Regions from separate parts of the Sus scrofa genome. Here region 1 is linked to region 2. A link is a contact called in public Hi-C data. All regions are on one chromosome and are shown on one strand. Each heading gives the region's core, a stretch centred on a gene start, on an enhancer-like site or on the middle of the called end of the contact. The rest is flanking DNA. Distances are from core to core; before and after follow the strand shown. Region 1 overlaps EXOC6 (exocyst complex component 6). Region 2 overlaps IDE (insulin-degrading enzyme).

Region 1 (3,570 bases), core at 515-3,014, 320 kb after region 2:
CTTCATTAAATTGGAAATTTCCTTTCTTTTTCTATGCTTTGGAATGATATAATTAGTATTGATTATCATGTGATCTTTAAAGTTTTGTTAGAATTACCTTATGAAATCAATTGGGTCTGTTGACTATTTTTTTTTTTTTTTTAGAAGAGTCCCTTAACTCCTTTCTCTATTTCTCTTGTGATAAGTGGTCTGTGCTAAATTTTCTGTCTCTATAATGTAAGCTGTATTCTTTTGAAAATTATCCCTTCAAATTTATTTGAGTAGAGTTGTGCAAATATAGTTTTACATTAAAATTTCTTCTGTTTTGATGGTTTGTGATTTCATTCTTTTTTTATTCATGATTAGGTTCACTGGGTTGGTCTGATTTGTTGATTTAAAAAAAAAGATGTGTCTTGGGATTTATTCATTCCACTAATTTTCTCTTGTCTTGGGATTTATTCATTTCATTAATTCTCTGTTTTCATTAAATATAAAAGCATTCCTTTCATATTTAATGATTTATTTCTTCTGTTTCTTTTGATTTAATTTATTGTTTTTCTAGCTTTTTGTATTTTGCACTTGTTTCATTTATTTTATTGAGGTAATTATTTCATGCTATTAATGTTTCTCTAATGACTGATACAGCTGTATCTCACATATTCTGATGTTTTCCTTGCCATTTTAAAGAAATTCTGCTGTTTTATTTTAATATTTTCCCTTTGATCCAATAGTTTTTTAGTGGTGCATTTTTTAAAAAGTTTCCAGATGTAGTCTTTTTTATTTTTAAAAATTTGCTTTTAATTTTTAATTTTATTACACTTCATTTAGGTAAATCTTTTTTTTTTTTTTTTTTCTCCATTTGGTCATGCCTGTGGCATGAGAAAGTTCTGGGGCCAGGGATCAAACCCATGCTGCAGCAGTGACAGTGCCTAATTCTTAACTTCTAGGCTACCAGGGAACTCTACTGAGATTTTATTTGTGGCTTAATATATGGTTAGTTTTCTTGAGTGTTTCATGTACTCTTAGAAAGAAAGCATATTCTCTTTTATTAGGGTTCTCAGTTTTACACACAGACTCCTTATTAACCAAGTTGGTTATGTACTTTAAGGCCTCATATTGTTTTTCACCTTTCTTAAATTGAGAGGTATGTTAGTGTCCTACTTTTTAATTTGTTACAGTCTCTTCTCACATCTCTTATAGTTTCTGCTTTATAAAAGTTTGTTGCTAAAGTTTGGGGTCTATAAATATTAATGTTATATCTACATTTTGAACTATAGTTTTTAGCGTAAAGCACAAATTGTAAGTGTAGAATTCAATTAATTTTCTGTTTTATTTTCCATGGTGAATGGTGGTTTTTTTGTTTGCTTTTGTTTTTTGTTTTTGGCTGCTTTGCTGAGAAGTCAATCTTAAGTGAATTTCCCCTTGATTGTAAATGAATACTCCTGAGAAGGACTTTGGTAGCAGTATATAGATCATCTCTTAAGCTGCTAAGCAAACTGCTGCACTTTAGATCTGCTCTAGACAGTTTGATGTTTTTGTTGAATTTTCTACATTCTTCTAGGGAGGCAGTCTACATCTGCATTCATTAATCTGATTAATTGTTTAAGCTTTTCGAATTAAAATTTATTTAGCAACTTGTTATCCTTCCTAGAGGAGAAATTAAATTTATACATGTTAAGAGTTTCCATTTCTCATCTTTAGCTTTTTATCAAGTAGTGCAAAAGTCAACAGGAAGAGACATCTCCTTCGTCAGGAGTGTAAAAACAGGAAGGAGGAAGTCTATTGCAAATCTGTGTTAGCTGATTATCAGTTCAGGTTTCACCATAGAGGATGTCCATTAACGATCATCATTATGCTTTGTTGTTAACCAATTTCAGTGAGTGTTAATGTCAATATTACAGAATGTCAGTCCTAGTTATAGGAAGTAATGTTAACTAACAAACTGCACTAGACTCTTTCCTGTGCAGGGAAACAGGATATTATTAGTGAGTACAAGTCTGAGAAATTGTGCATAGAGGAAAAACAAGGCAAGTAAAATTCAACATCAGAAATGTATGGAAAGCCATCCTTTATTTTTTGACTTTGATTTATCTTGATACTTTGATAGATTGTATGATTCTTTAAGATATGATTGTTTCCTTTTTTTTAAATTAAAGTATATTAACTCTGTCATTTAAAATATTGTTTGACAGAATGTCTTCAGTTGAATTAGAGGAAACACCTGGGCATTACTTAATAAAACATTTAAGAGTGCATATGGCAAACTAGATGAAATATTTATGGGAAAAGAGTGAATATTTTGTAAACAAAAAAAATCTTAATCATTCTGTAATGAAAAAAATTGAATTCTGTGTTTATACGTTGTTAGAGTTGCTAGAAACTCTCCATTACTTGACAGCTACAAAATACCTACTTGGTTTAGATACTTAACAGTGATATTTTAGGACATTTATCCTGAATTCTTTACTTAGCTATTCAATATTGTGGAAGTTTTGAAAAAGCAAAAATGTTGTATGAAAGCTAGATGGCATTATATTATTATCGCTTATTATCCTAGAGACTTGTTTGACATGTTCGTTTCCTCAAGGGTCTATTTAATTAAACTATGACTTTATTTTTGGATTTTTTTTTATATCATGGCATAGATAGAAAGTTAGAATGAGGTTTGAGATGATCATTATTGTGGTATAACCTCTTCATTTGGGAAGACATGCTCTAATGTATTGGTCAGATAAGGTGATTTGTCAACTCCTTATAATTGTAAGGAATTTGTGTGTATGTTTGTGTATGTGTAGGTGTGTGCATACATGTGCATGTATATCTTAGTTACAGATTTTTGTTTATTTTAGTTGTAATTACTAAACCAACTTGAATGAACTTATGGAAAAAAATAGTGTACGGTTACTGGGTATCTCACAGCAATCCTACTTCTCAAAAGACTAGAAGAAAGAAAGAAGTGATAGTATTTCTTTCCATTTCTCCATGTTTCTCTCTGTCTTCTTCGTTCTCTGAAGTCTGGCTTTCTCTCCTTCTCTCTGTACTTGAGGAGGATGACCACCTACAGCTTCCATATGTCAGTCAAGCGCATACAGATGGCTGTGTCTGAATTCCAGTTCAAAATTCCTGAAAGAGCTGTCTAACTGAACTATCTTGAATCAGTTGTACGCTTCTGGTGCAAAGTACTGTTGGTCAGAAGAGGCCATATTGCTTGTCCAGCCTTGTGAATGGTCAGTGGTTCTTAGAGACAAAGAATATATTGTAGTTGTGTTTGTACAGTTTTCTGGGGCGAAGATTTATGACTTTTATTAAAATCACAGAGAATAGTCTTGCCACTCCTTGGCTTGGGCACAAGTCAAGTAAAGATTAACTACTCTTAAGAGTTCTGTTAGAATTCTCACTACTTACAACAGATATCCTTCATATCGGTTAAACTGCTTGTCTCTTTTACAGTGCTGTGTTCTTTCCTGGCTGTGTTTACCATGATTGAATTTTCTCCTCCTCTATCTACCTATCACGGAATTCCCTTCTTAGGTCCTATTTCCTATATGAAATTTTGGCATCCTAAAACATTGTATTCTACAAGGATACATA
Region 2 (3,937 bases), core at 1,319-3,818:
GGAAAGGATGTTCAGGAAATTCTGGCAATGGGACATTTTTGTTCTCTACTTCAGAAAATAACTTTACGACCAGATTAGTCAAGTCGTCTAAAGATTCTACAAACAAGAAAAAACAGACAATGGAAAAAGAACTTTAATCATAACACATGATGGGTAGTATTTAAAATCTTTGGATCATATATACCTATTAAATCACTATGTTATATACCTTAAATTTATACAATGTTATATTTTAAATACATCTCAATAAAGCGAGGGGAGGGGGGGAGCCCCTCAGGATCTCCTGCAAAATCTCAGGACTATAAAAAGGAAAAACCTAGGATTTTTAAAAAACACTTCATCTGATAAAGTTGAAGCATTCAGTTAAATCCTAATGATACCTGTATAAACTTCTGAAGCTATGCAGCACTGATAATGATTATACCTCACACGTCTGCCTCTTTATAGTTTAAAAAAGTGTTTTACAATATTATCTTGTATTTATCTACGATTCCCAACAGGCATGTACTAAACCACTAGCTAACAGATTATAACATTCACTTTATAAATAGATACAGTCTAAACCCACTGTTAAAAGTCAAATAAACTGACAGTTTGTAAGTAACTGATTTTGCAGGGGAATAGTATAAAATGGTGAGAAGAATTCTGAATCAGGATATCAGAGGACTTTAGTACTAACCCAACTTTACCCATCAATTACGTCAAAAAACTATCTGGACAAAACGATTAACCACTCTAGGTTCTATAAAATATCAAAGTTGGGTAGGTTGATCACAAGTCTCTTCCAAGGTCTAACATTATATGATTCTGTACCATATTATGCCAAAGTCACACAAAGATTACTAATAAAGTTAAAGTCACTTAAGTGAAGTTCCATGTTATTGCCTATCTATATTTTTTATAGAGCTACATTTGCAAAAGTTTATAAAGCTATGTGTAAGACGTTCACTCAGCACCATTATAAACAATAACAAAAACCGGAAGTGACCTAAACATCTACCAGTGTGTGCATGTTATGAAACATCTGTACAATGGAATTTTATGCAGGCAGTAATGAGAGAGAAATCTTTATCTCCTGATACAAAAAACTCTCAAAGCTCTAGTAAGTGAAAAGTGCAGATTTTATTGCCATGTAGTATAATCTCATTTAATTATTTTAACAGATACAAAAATACAAGTATATTAATAAAATTCTACTTTTGGAAGTATAACAAAAAATCATCTACGGTGACTATCTCTGAGAAGAGGGCATATAGGTCATAAGATGGGATAAAGAAGAAACTGATTTCCATTTAATACTTTCTTTGTGGGATAATTTTTTTTCTGTGCACATATACTACTACTATTCTAAAGGAAATAGTAGACAAGGTTATCTTTTTATAAACAAGACAACTACTCACTTTGACTCTATCTCCTCAAAAATAGGTTATTTATAAATGGTATAAACATTCATCACTTGTTACTGTCAGGAAGCATTTGAATCAAATAAGAAATTTTCCTTGATATTCTACGACCCATTTTGAACTTCTCCATAAACTCCCTAAAAACACTTAATCATGTGAGAATTGTCCAGATAAAGTAAGAAATTCTCTTTTAGGCTTAAGCCTGTGGGCATGTGCACTTTATTTATAAAACATGTACTTTTCTTTTCCTTTATTCTTTTTAGGGCCACACCTGTGGCATGTGGAAGTTCCCAGGCTAGGGGTCAAATTGGAGCTGCAGCTGCTGACCTACACCACAGCAGCTCAGGATCCTAGCCATATCTGCGACCTACCTCGTGGCTTGCAGCAACACCAGATCCTTAATCCACTGAGCAAAACATATGTATTTTTACTTCAGTTTCTTGGAAGGACCCCAAGATGTCCAGAGCCAAATAAAAGACCAACCCATAGCTGCTTGTTATATGACAGTGAACTGAGGAATGAAGCAGATGCATTTGGAGCGAGAGACATCTGACATAAAAGACACAGAGGGGACATGCAACGGGAAACAGGTGGGTGGTCAATGATGATTCGTCCACCTGAAGTGCTGATGACAGCAAGACCCTTTAGAGGAAGGTTCTACCAAGTATGCCTTTCCTTTTTGAGTATTTCTACCCTAAAAGCACAAATTCACACTGCAGCTTTTTAAAGGTAAGGCTGCTGTTTGATAATGCACCGTCTGTCTTCACCGCTTAGCTGTGAGCTACAGAGATCAGGGAACAGAGTCCCATTCATCTTTACATCACCGGGACTTGGCAATCCTAGGGTCTCTACTTGACAGTTACCTATTTGTCAAGTGTCCAGGTAACTGGTGCTGCCACAACTAGAGGGATGGCCTCATGGGAGAACAGAGAAAAACTTTTTTGTCTCTTTGTGACAGAGATCCTTCCACATGGTTATTCTTCCTCTCCCCTCCTCCTAGAAGAAGGAGAGGATTATCCATTAATCCTCTAAGAGAGCCCACTTCCTCCGCACATCACTGTACTGTAAGGACCCCTCTTCCAGACCTGCCATCCAATCCACTGAGCTGAACATAGGTCAGTCACACTGAGAGAGGGAACTGAAACAAAGACACTCTTTGTTTCTTTTAGATCCTCCCGACTCTTCCACTAAGAACGCTGAGGGCAGGGCTCATGTCTGAGTCATTTGTTGTCACTGTTACTTGCCCAATAAGTGCTTATTGAAATGATACAGATATTTTTTGTTTGTTTGGGTTTTTGTTTTTGTTTTCTGGCTGTGTCCACGGCATGTGTAAGTTACCAGGCCAGGGACTGAACCCTCACCACGGCAGTGACCTGAGCCACGGCAGTGACAATGCCGGATCCTTAATCCACTGAGCCACCAAGGGAACACCAGCCTAGGTAGGCTTTGTTTTAGAACACAGTGAGTTAAAAACAAAATTCCCCTCCATATATTCTCCAACAAGGAGATCATTTTCAAAAGATTTTGAGTGGGGAAAAAAAAAAGGAAAGAAAGACAAAAATTTAAGGGAGTTCCTATTGTGGCTCAGTGATAACAAACCTAATATCCATGAGGATGAGCGTTCAATCCCCGGCCCCATTCAGTGGGTTAAATATCTGGTGCTGCCAATGAACCACAGTGTGGGTTGAAGATGTAGCTTGGATTTGGTGTTGCTGTGGCTGTGGCGTAGGCTGGAAGCTGCAGCTCCAATTTGATCCCTAGCTTGGGGACTTCCATACGCTGTGGGTGCAGCGTTTTTTTGGTGTTTTTTTTGTTTTTTAAAAAGCCTCTGAGTAGATGAAATATCTTATATCATTCTTCCAATACTCTGTAAAAGCCAAAATGTAAAACCCAGATTATCCAATTCTATGAGACAATTTTAAGGCTTCTTACCTCGACCCAAAACACAAATAGCCATCAAGTTGGATGAATAATAAGTAGAATGGAATTTCAGCAGCTCTTGTCTTACATCAATGCCTTCTTGGTTTGGTCTAGTCTCTAGAGTATATTTATTACCTGAGAGGAAGGAAAAACATTTCTGAGAAAAAGCAAAATAGGTGAACTTTAAAGTTGTGTAATTATTCCTGACATTACCATAAGGTAAACTTTAAAAAGAGTTCAAAGAAACACATATAATGATTAGACAAATATGCCTGATCATAACCTGGATAAACAGGACAGTACAGTACAAACTAGTAACCTCTTAGTCTACAGTTTTCCCTCAAGAACTTAAAGGGCTTTATAAGAATTATGTTTCCTAAAATTCCTATGAGATAGTCAGATTACAAGCACTTATAAGACAAAATGAGATTCACAGAGCCTCCATTCACACTTCTTTTAATTTCCAATTCCCTGTGTGCTCCATAATTAATTGAACATAGTCACTGAGGGATCTTTTTGGAACTTGCCAGGTTACTTGTGGAAAGAAATGTACTATTCTTGGCTGAAGCATTAAATCTGTGATGTGAGTTCTCATGGATTTGACCTAGACTGGT

The links. A called contact is a pair of places that touch in the nucleus more often than the background predicts.
Region 1: a Hi-C map of alveolar macrophages shows a contact between it and region 2, with 6 times the contacts expected there. The contact joins two enhancer-like sites. A contact is called at or near these places in 1 of 5 promoter capture datasets (liver), 14 of 47 Hi-C or Micro-C datasets (alveolar macrophages, embryonic fibroblasts, epiblast stem cells and 7 more) and 1 of 2 datasets of contacts at active chromatin or transcription factors (alveolar macrophages).

The regions. Positions count from the first base shown.
Region 1 is chr14:104,366,342-104,369,911 of Sscrofa11.1, forward strand. The region is part of intron 1 of EXOC6 (exocyst complex component 6); the gene reads left to right. Among named protein-coding and RNA genes, the nearest start is that of EXOC6, 41 kb to the left of the region's middle. Within about 2 kb of position 1,765, at least 11 of the 83 cell types and tissues checked have an H3K27ac peak or open chromatin away from gene starts, as enhancers often do. A contact at or near this core is called in alveolar macrophages, where this site is marked.
Region 2 is chr14:104,042,448-104,046,384 of Sscrofa11.1, forward strand. IDE (insulin-degrading enzyme) reads right to left here. Exons shown (of 25, transcript XM_001925381.7): 5 at 3,336-3,458; 6 at 1-96. Among named protein-coding and RNA genes, the nearest start is that of IDE, 62 kb to the right of the region's middle. Within about 2 kb of position 2,569, at least 3 of the 83 cell types and tissues checked have an H3K27ac peak or open chromatin away from gene starts, as enhancers often do. A contact at or near this core is called in alveolar macrophages, where this site is marked.